Regions from separate parts of the Mus musculus genome. Here regions 2 and 3 are each linked to region 1. A link is a contact called in public Hi-C data. All regions are on one chromosome and are shown on one strand. The core of a region is the stretch at or near the end of the contact, and the rest is flanking DNA. Distances in the headings are between cores, read along the strand shown.

Evidence for each region. Hi-C and Micro-C count contacts between places; a contact is called where the count stands out from the background.
Region 2: a Hi-C map of uterus shows a contact between it and region 1, with 4 times the contacts expected there. The contact joins two enhancer-like sites. A contact is called at or near these places in 7 of 484 Hi-C or Micro-C datasets (the HPC-5 cell line, LSK cells, conventional dendritic cells and 4 more) and 4 of 115 datasets of contacts at active chromatin or transcription factors (Th17 cells, large pre-B cells, memory CD8 T cells and 1 more).
Region 3: a contact with region 1 is called in a Hi-C map of LSK cells, with 4 times the contacts expected there. The contact joins two enhancer-like sites. A contact is called at or near these places in 3 of 484 Hi-C or Micro-C datasets (LSK cells, Th17 cells and granulocyte-monocyte progenitors), 1 of 115 datasets of contacts at active chromatin or transcription factors (double positive thymocytes) and 2 of 9 other capture datasets (adipose tissue and liver).

Annotation. Positions count from the first base shown.
Region 1 is chr13:91,369,626-91,372,652 of GRCm38.p6, forward strand. It overlaps A830009L08Rik (RIKEN cDNA A830009L08 gene), which reads right to left. Exons shown (of 3, transcript NR_045161.1): 3 at 1-1,799. Among named protein-coding and RNA genes, the nearest start is that of A830009L08Rik, 17 kb to the right of the region's middle. Within about 2 kb of position 1,391, at least 412 of the 459 cell types and tissues checked have an H3K27ac peak or open chromatin away from gene starts, as enhancers often do. A contact at or near this core is called in LSK cells, Th17 cells, double positive thymocytes and 3 more, where this site is marked.
Region 2 is chr13:91,204,582-91,207,754 of GRCm38.p6, forward strand. The region is part of intron 2 of Atg10 (autophagy related 10); the gene reads right to left. Among named protein-coding and RNA genes, the nearest start is that of Atg10, 18 kb to the right of the region's middle. Within about 2 kb of position 1,815, at least 69 of the 459 cell types and tissues checked have an H3K27ac peak or open chromatin away from gene starts, as enhancers often do. A contact at or near this core is called in pancreatic cancer cells and uterus, where this site is marked.
Region 3 is chr13:91,540,306-91,543,604 of GRCm38.p6, forward strand. All of the region lies in intron 3 of Ssbp2 (single-stranded DNA binding protein 2), which reads left to right. Among named protein-coding and RNA genes, the nearest start is that of Gm41016, 7.9 kb to the left of the region's middle. Within about 2 kb of position 1,951, at least 93 of the 459 cell types and tissues checked have an H3K27ac peak or open chromatin away from gene starts, as enhancers often do. A contact at or near this core is called in LSK cells, Th17 cells, double positive thymocytes and 1 more, where this site is marked.

The DNA of each region.
Region 1 (3,027 bases), core at 141-2,640:
AGATCCACGCCTACAGGCTAATTTTTCTAAACACATAGTCAGCAGACCAGCAAGAAGAAAAACTTAGCTCCTGGCTCTCTAAGTGGATTCAACTTCCTCCCCGTTCCAGCAAGGGTAGAGTTGGATAATTTCTCTTCGGAGATGTTTATTTCCACTCAAATTTATTTTTGAGGATAGGGAAGAATACTGCTGTCTCTTCTGTGGATACGACTCCAATTCAAGGAGCCAGGCTTTGGTCTGCCCACTGTTGAGACACTGGACCCTTGTGGTTACCCGTGTATAACCTTGGAAATGGGGGGGTATCACCCCCATTATCTAAGGTCCTGGATTTGAATGCAGTAGCTCTAGCCCCCAGAAATTAAATCCAAAGTCAGGATCAGCAACTCCTTTCATCAGCCCCTTGCTGGAAAAACTGTGGTGCCCAAGCTTCAAGAAGGCCCATTCCCTCTCAGTTCTTTCAGGCCCACCCAAACTGAGCAGGATGGAATGTCTAAACGTATGTATGAAAGGGAAAGGGTTCATCCCAGCTGCCTTGTCCACTCCTCACCCTAGCTTTGGGGGTAGCACCAAGCATCTAAGTGGGGAGCAACTGTAAACCACAAACACCCAAACCAGGTGCCTGGCAACTTAAACTATAGAGGAGAGCTGAAAGGGCACGGAGTCTGAAGTTTAGAGAGTTCATCTTGGTATCTGAACAGACCCACTAAGGACAGAAATGGTTATATCCCAGGATTCCCCTTGTGTGGCAGTGTGAAGTCTCAAAATTCATTTTATGACCTCAACGCCCTTTATTCCGAAAAAGGTTTAAACGTCCTGTAAGAGTTTTAAATGCACAGTGGGCATAGGCGGTGGGGAGGCACTCTTCTACTTTGCCTAGCCACTGCTTTCAAATAACCTTTGTGGCGGGGCTAGGATGCAAAGCCACCTTCGCCCAACTGGTGCAACCTCAAAAACAAGCGGAAGCCAACAGGCTGCAGGACCAATCTGCCGCTCGGCCCCAGTTCTCTCTGCAAGCCCTCCAGCCTCCAGCCCCAAGTGCCCCGCAGCCCCTTTCTCACTGCCCACTCGAGCAGGTCCCTGCCCCCCGCCCCAACCCAGCCTCTAGAAACCCACAGTCGCTCTCAGAGCCCACCAGCAAATTCCCAAAAGCCCCCAGCCTTTCCAGGAAAGAGAGAGGGGGGAAAAAAAAAGACCATGACATCACGGGCAGGTTTATTTGGGTTTGTTTGTTTGCTTGTTGGCTCGATTAAATACTCGTGGAAGGTGAACGTACCCCACACAGGAGAAGTTTGATGTTGACAAACTTCTGGTGGCAGCGAGACTGTGTCAGCACAACTTCCGGGATAATGAGAGCTGCTTTGCAGGGAGCGCGGCAGCGGCGGCGGGAGGCTGCCACAGGACGGAACAGCAAATGCTATTCAGCCCGAGCAGTTTCAAGCCGCCCGAGCTGGGGAATTACTGTAGTCGAGCTTCGGCTCTTACCACCGGCGCTGGATCTGGGCGCGCGTTAGGGGGGGAAGCTGCAGGCACAGGGCGCCGAGAGGGGAGCTTTCAAGTTACTTTGCTCCTTGCCTGCACCCGGCAGAGGCTTGCAGGCTGCGTGGTAACTGCAAACATCTTGTTCCCTGCTTCTTTGGGCGGCTGCCCTGGAACCAACCAACTTTTCTCTCCCCCAAAACTCCCTCTTTGTTTCAAATAGGACTCTCCAAAATTTATTCTTGGGAAGACTGACAGCCGGGGTCAAGAAACAGCTGTTGAAGTTAATGTTTCTTCCTCCCACTTCGTCTGATGGTTGTGCCCTGCCAAGACAAAGTGAGAGGCACTGCCTGGTGGCTTCTTTAAACAGACATGCATTTAGCCACCCCCCAAAAAAATGTTTTAAAATGAGGCGGGGAGGGGCACGGGGGCAGTATATTTTCCTGCCTCACATACAATCTGATCAGAAATGCAACAGCATGTGTCTTTCAACTTGTGTTGATTACTTGCTGAAAAGATGCAGCAGATTTTAGTTTTGAGCACTTTGGGCATCAGGGGTGGGGATGAAGGTAGGGGTGATTGGCACTTTACATTTTAGTAAAGGGGATTTTTTTTCCCTTCGGGCCAGACCCACTTGACCCTCTAAGAGACAGAATGGCCTGGGAGAGGGAGAAAAGAGTTTTACTCTTTGGCAAGATGAAGTCACAATGGAAAATTCAAATTGTTGTGCACAACCAGAGCTGGCATAGAACTTGAGCAACCATTTTTATTTGGAGATGACCATAGCCTAGCTTAGGGTGCTACTGTGTCCTAATATCTTTCAGTTCTTCTTTCAGACCAGGGGCTCCTCTTCCTTTCCCTAACACAAGTTGGTCGTCACCCAGAAGGTATTCTAGAGCAGGGGGCTCTCTTCAGGGTGAAGGTGGACTAGGTAACCTTGCATCTCTTGACATTCAGAGAGCTGAAGGGTTGTGAAAGGACTGCTCAGGACTGCTCAGGACTGCCCTCCTGAGAGTTGCCATGCCCTGGCTGAGCAGTGATGTAGATGGGTGAAGGGGAACGCCATTCTTCCCACACCGGAGAACTAACCACTGTGCCACCTGGCTTGTTCTCAGTAGGGCTCGTTGGGTCAGATCCCACGAAGACTTAAAAGGCTCCCTCTACATCACCAGGTTATTCCATCACCACATGGCAATGCAGCTCCGCCACAAACTGCTATTGCATCAGCCCCAGGGATATTTTAGGAAGCTCTCAAGCTGGGTCCAGCAATGCAGGCATCAGGACCGCACTGCCAAAACCAGAGCTGCTGGACAGGTGGCCGCAGTGCCTTCTCTATTCTCTGTCAACCCTGTGCTCTCTCTTCAAAGCAGGCCGGTCTGCTTGGGGGCTTCCTTCCCCTCTCTCTGCCTGGATTCAGACCCAGGAGGAGATAACCTATCAGCCACTACCTTTGTTTTTCCTCCAGCCCCTTTGCTGTGTTCCAGCCCTTTTTCTGATGTTCTCGCCATTTCTGCCTATCAGGGGCACCCAGAGATCTTTAGTAGTATTTGT
Region 2 (3,173 bases), core at 565-3,064, 160 kb before region 1:
CAGACACCCGACCCCAGAACTACCGTGCTGCCTACCCACAGACCACCCAGGACGCCTCACTAAAGTCTGGTTTGATCTTCACCGTGTTTAAGATCATGACTTTTAACCAGTTACCAACACTTAACAACTCAGAAACTTCTCCTAAATCAGGAGTTTTTACTTTTCTCAAAATATTAAAAGATCTAAACGTTCAGACAGCCTGGACAGCCACTTACCATCGGCCCCATTTTTCACACTGCTTAATCCCTGAAGGTTTGTCCCACGTACCTTACACCCAGGTCTCCACAGACACAGACATTTGCTTTTACAGTCACTACCTTCAGGCTACATGGATCTTCTCTGGTGTTGGTGTTTTGTTTTGCTATCTAAGGGCTTATCCCACTTGGGGTAAAGGCCCTTAATTAAAGGTACAATGCTCACTTAAAGGGTAAGGACCTTTCTTAACTCAGTAGCCAGGACAGTAAACATGCAATTAGACTTCACTATGCTATTTCAGAGACTGGCCAGCAACAAAGTCCAATCTTAAAAACTAATTCTTCAGACCATAGTTTACAATTACAGTGAAGAACTTCTGGCAGAAATGTCTCCCCGCCCGAAGGCTCCCCCGAACTCTAGAACTACCTCGTTTCACACCCAATGGCATACAGACCCCAGTCCTACTCTATTAGATCTCTGAAATGTTAACAGTGTTACCTTGCTTCCAGCTAATACAGAAGGGGGCGGGCAGAGATAGATACAGTGGAACCTGCCTGTGATCCCAGCACTTGGGAGGCAGAGTTTAAGGGATCAGAAGTTCAAGGCCGGCCTCAGTTACATGATGAATTGAAAGTCAAACCAGAGCTACATAAGCCTCTGTCTTAAAAACATAACAAAATAAAAAGGGCAAAGGGCAAAGAGAAACTTCCCGCATGGTTCCCAGGAGGTTATAAGCCAAAGGGGGACATGAGGGGCTTATTCACTACCTTACCGGAAAACCTGGATCTTAAATTATGTTTTTCATTATTGAAATATTCTTGAAAGTTCTAGCTCTTTGAAAGCACCATGAAATTTAGTATATTTTAGTCTTTAAACATGAGTTCCAGCTATCCAATCTACAGAGTGTGAAAATGGTTAGAAATGTGTTTTAAAAATAATCATAATTTTGAGATTTCTGAGAATTTCCAGGAACACTGATCCATTTTCCTGATTCTCAAAAAGTAGCATAAAGGGTATCTGAGAACACCGCTTTTTCTTACTGTGTGCTATAATTCTAAAATTTATTGCTGCCAAATAAAAAGTAACTTTATAAGAGTCAGAAACCTATACCTGAGCTTCAGTTCCTAACACCAAGAGAGGTAGAAAAGGAATAAGGAAGGGAGGGAAGGAGGAAGAATGGGAGGGAGGGAGGGAGGGAGGGAGGGACTTAGACTCATTGACTATCAGAACAATTAAATTAAGCTAAAGACAGAGAGCTGTTAGGAGTATTGCTTACCATGTTCCTTCTCGATTGTGAAACAACACAGGAATATCACAAAGAATGCAGTATGGACCCAGCAAAGTTACTGGTGTAATATTGACATGCAGAGATAGTGATTCCTTAATAGAACTCAGAGAACATATAATATGAATGAAAATTCAAACATAATAGTAATAAAAACTATAAAACTACCCAAGAGTAAATTTAATAAAGGCACAAATGAAGTCAGCTGTCCACACAGGGCCTGAGGAAAGGCCCCTAGGGGTTAAAAATCTCTGATTATCACTGTGACTCATGCCTGTAATCCCAGTTCAGCGGAAGCAGGCTGCACCACCAAGCAAGACCATGTCTCGAAGTAATACAGTGTTGAGTCACTAAGGAAACAGTACATCTGAGAACACCCACAAGCACCCAGGAGCCACCAGTCAGAGCTTGGTTTAGGGAAATAACCCCAAGGAGACCATGGCTTCAGCCCAGTGACATTCTGAGCTGGCGCAGGACCTGCATCTCCCAACTCAGTCCTACATCGCAGGAACCAGGGACAAACGTTCAGGTTTCTCAGATGCACACAGGAACCAGGAAGCACAGAAGCAAGAGCCTGAGCCGGCCATGAATCAACTGAAGTGTCAGACGGGAAAACCTGTTCTCGAAAAAGACTTCAGGCAACTCACAGAAAGCCTTTAGCAGAGAACACTACCAATTGTGTATAGGGAAATACTTGAGCATATCAGGCTTTTTTACATTATTTTAGAATAGAATCAAAAGACTAAACATTCTGTACGATCTTTGTTATTAAGCAGTTCTCAAATATCCCAGTCCTTAATCCTGGAGACTCTTTGAGTGCTGAGCTTTGACATGATTTCAGGATTACCATTACCATTACCATTACCATTACCATTACCATTACCATTACCATTACCATTACTATTACCATTACTCTCTAGAACAGCGGCTCTCAACCTTCCTAACTCTGGGACCCTTAAGGGCTAACAAGCAGCTGAAAGAGTCAGATGCAGATACTTACACCCAACCAATGGACAGAAGCTGAGGACCCCTGTGGTTGAGTTAGGGAAAAGATGGAAGAAGCTGAGGAGGAGGGCAACACCATAGGAAGTCCAGCAGTCTCAACTAACCTGGACCCCCAAGGTCTCTTAGACACTGAGCCACCAACCAGGCAGCATACATCAGCTGATATAAGGCCCCTGACACATATACAGCAGAGGACTGTCTAGGTCTGGCCCCAGTGAGAAAAGATGCACCCAACCCTCGAGAGACTTGAGGCCCCAGGCAGTGGGGAGGTCTGGTGATGTGGGGATGGGGGGAGACATCCTCTTGGAGACAGGGTTGGATGTATGGGATGAGGAACAGACAGAGGGCGGACCAGAGGGGGATAATGACTGGAATGTAAAAAAAGGTTAAAGAATAAATAAAGAACTGATTCAATATGAAAAAAAAAGAGAAAGAGCTCCTCATGTTGTGTTGACCCCAACCATAAAATTATTCTGTTGTGACTTCATAGCTGTAATTTTGCTACTATTGTGAATTATAATGTAAATATTTAATACGTGACCTCCAAAGGGGTCTCAACTCACAGGTTGAGAACCATGGCTCTAGACAAAAATAGTGTCCTAAGAAAATTCTAGTATAGCCAGGTGTGATGACACAAGCCTGTAATTCCAGGACTTGGGAGGTAGTGGCAGGAGAGAGACTATTCAAT
Region 3 (3,299 bases), core at 701-3,200, 170 kb after region 1:
AGATCTAGTGAGCCATGCAAGAGTCTCAGCTGTGATGAGTGTAAAGGGTGACACCTGGCCAAGTGTGCCGATTGGCTGGGAGAGTGTTAGTTGTTCTGATGCTCACAGAGAGGATAGGAAGAAAAACAGAGCTTGGTACCACAGGGGTAGGTAGAATTGGAGGTCAAAGAAGAGTGTATAATTGCACACAGACTGGAACATGTAACAAAGAGGAGTCTGTCTCTGTTACTGTAATATGGGAGGAGGTGCAGGGGTGCTTGTAGGTTTGGTGATAAGAAATTCAGTTATTCTCTGCCAAGTATGATATGAGAAGTTGTGATGAGGGTGCTCAGTGAAGTGATTGTGGTAGTGTATGGTTTAGGTGGGAAATCATCGTAAGTATTTATATATAACCAATGGGGCTGAGGAAGAGGGAAGGGAGGGAGGCCTGAGGACATGTGTGTTTGTGTGTGTGTGTGTGTGTGTGAGAGAGAGAGAGAGTGTGGGGGGGTGAGATTAGAAACACAAAAAACCTTGCTAGATACTGTTTAAAGCCAAGATAATACTGATGCATATAAAGTCACTGTGACACAGTATATACAGATATACTTTTCTGCAGCAGCAATTGGTAGGACAGATCTTTGGTTAAGCTAGGCTAGCTGGTTCTTTCTGTGTCTCTGTCTCTGTCTCTCTTCCTTGCACCCTCCCTCTGTCTCCATCTCTATCAGAAGTATCATCTGTTGCCTTGGCCACTCATTTTCAACATCATCTTTAAAGGAAGGAAATAAAGGGCCAGGCATGTAGTTCCCTTGTACATTATTTAATCATCATCTTTTTAGCCAGCCTCTCCCCCACAGGCATGACTTAGTTGAAGTTCTGTGGCACTGGAACCACACTTGCTCAGTTGTGGTTGTGGGTTTCCTCTGTTTGTCGCACACACAGCAGGAACAGGTGCAAGCCTTTGTTTGAACATTGTTCCTGTAATTGGGCCAACCGTCCATTCCACTACAGTTGCGCAAGGTCATTGCGCTGTTTTCTGGGTTTAAGGCTGGTCTCTCGTATAGTGTTAAAAAAAAAAAATCAAAACTGTAATTTGGTAAGTGATGGATTTAAGGTGTTTAGATCGAGACTGTTCTTTTCCTTTCTAGTAAAGGGATTGAGCTTGGGGTCCAGTGCATGCTGGGAGTGCTCTGCTCCTGTGCTGTCTTCAGCCCTAACTTCACAGTTACCTCCTAGGTGCCGCCAAGTCTTCTCTTTATTGGCATCTTTATGGATGTGCTGATGCTTGTGATTACCACAGATGTTCATATTGGATACGCGGATTAAAAGAGTGAGGATGTCTAGTTTTTCTCTATGTTTATGTTTTTATGCCTACTTCATTTTTGCTACTTCTTCAATAACTTAACCTATATCTGCAGCATGGCGATCAATAATAATGTCCTTCATCCTTTGTCCCTTTTTGTGCTAGACTTTAGTTTTTTATATCAGCTATCAGAAGGAATAGCTTTTAAACCAGCCATTGTCTCTCCTTTCTGTGACTCAGAGATTCAGAAGGACACCTGGACTTTGAACTTTGAAGTAACTTAATTTGGAGATAATCAAAATTAATGTTAATAATTAGCATGTAAATACTTTAAACTTTAAAGTTTGTTGAACTTAACATACAGCATATGCAATATTTAAAAATATTTTCTTGGGTTTTTCCCCATAAAACTATGAATGCGTTCTTTTCAGCATTTGCTTTGTGTATGTGAATCATGGATAATTCACAGTTTTGAAGTTAAGGGCTCTTCTGAGAACTACCAAAAAGGTATGACTCTACCCTTCCAAAACAATGCATGATGAAAGAGTATTCCTGACCATTGTCCAGAGTGAAACTTTTACTGAGGGCTGAATTCAATCCAACAGATACATGGCTGTCTTGTCTTAAGAGTTTAGAACTGGGCCTAAGTCTGTGGTCTGATGAAGGAAGTTGGCCTGTGTTAGTGGTTCCCTTTGTCACTACTCAGGAGCCTGCTGGTATTATTGGAACCAGCTATGACCAATGAGTAATAAAATATAATTTTATGACTTCCTGTCACTTTTCAAATGGATTTGAAGTTGGAATTTTTTTTTGTTTAAGCCTGTTTACTAAATACAAATGCAACTATATCACCATCCAGAAAATTGGTGGGCTAGATAAGCAAGTCAAACATAATATAACAGAAGTATGTGTGTTACAATAAAAATATAAAAATATATTTATAATACAAATATAAACACAGGAGCCATACTCACAAATGTTGGAAGCATAAGGAGAGGCATTGCGGAGGAAGTAAATCAAAGCTGAACTGAAAGGCAGTAGAGGGAAAGTGTCAAGGGCAAGTGACAGTTCCTGTAGAGTCACAAGAGGGCCTTGACTGTAACAGGTAGTTTAAACCAGTTGATCTGAGGTTGTAGTACTAGGAAAGGGCATATTCTCAGCTAGGACAAAAGGCAGGGGCCAGATTAGGAGTTACAGAGTCTGGAGCATTGTGGTTTACCACCCTCACATGTTAAACTAAGTGTATTCCATGATTAGTTCTGTGCTTTCCCACTAGTTCCAGAGTTAACATAAAACACAACCTAAGAGTGAAAAGTCAAAGAAAAGAATGGGAGAGGTGGGATGTGTGGAAGATGGACAGACAGATGCATGTGTGTATGCGTGAGCGCGCACACACACACACACACACACACACACACACACACAAGCACACACACAAGAGAAAGGACAGCCAACAGCCTTGGGGAGGAGAGGGCTTGTGCTGTTGAGGGAAGCAGATGGTTTGTAAGCTTCAGTCTTACGTCTGACCTGAGCTCTGCAGACGCTTGTCTGTCACTGGTGTACTCTGGTGAAACATGCAGTTCCCAGTTTCAGTTTGCTGCCATCCTCTAGAGCATATATTATTAGAAAATTTACTTCCTGTTTATGCTTGTATACAAATGTTCCTACTTTTTTCCATTAATTTTAAAAATCAAAATTCCAGGAAACTTCTTTCCTCTGAGGTAAATATCTTTTTAAACCTGTGGAATTTGGAAATACAGGCTCACAAAATCTTACCATTTGATGGCTTAATTAAAAAGCCCTATGCATTTTAGTTTATAACATAGAAATATAAAGTACCATTTAAAATAATCTTAGGTCTATACATTTGTATTCTAAACTATGTAACTGATAAGATTATCGTAAGTGTAGTTCCTTTTACCTGGCAGCTGGAAATCAAATCTTTTTTTTAAAAAAACTATTTAGTATTATTATATCTAAGTACACTGTAGCTGTCTTCAGACACACCATAAGAGGG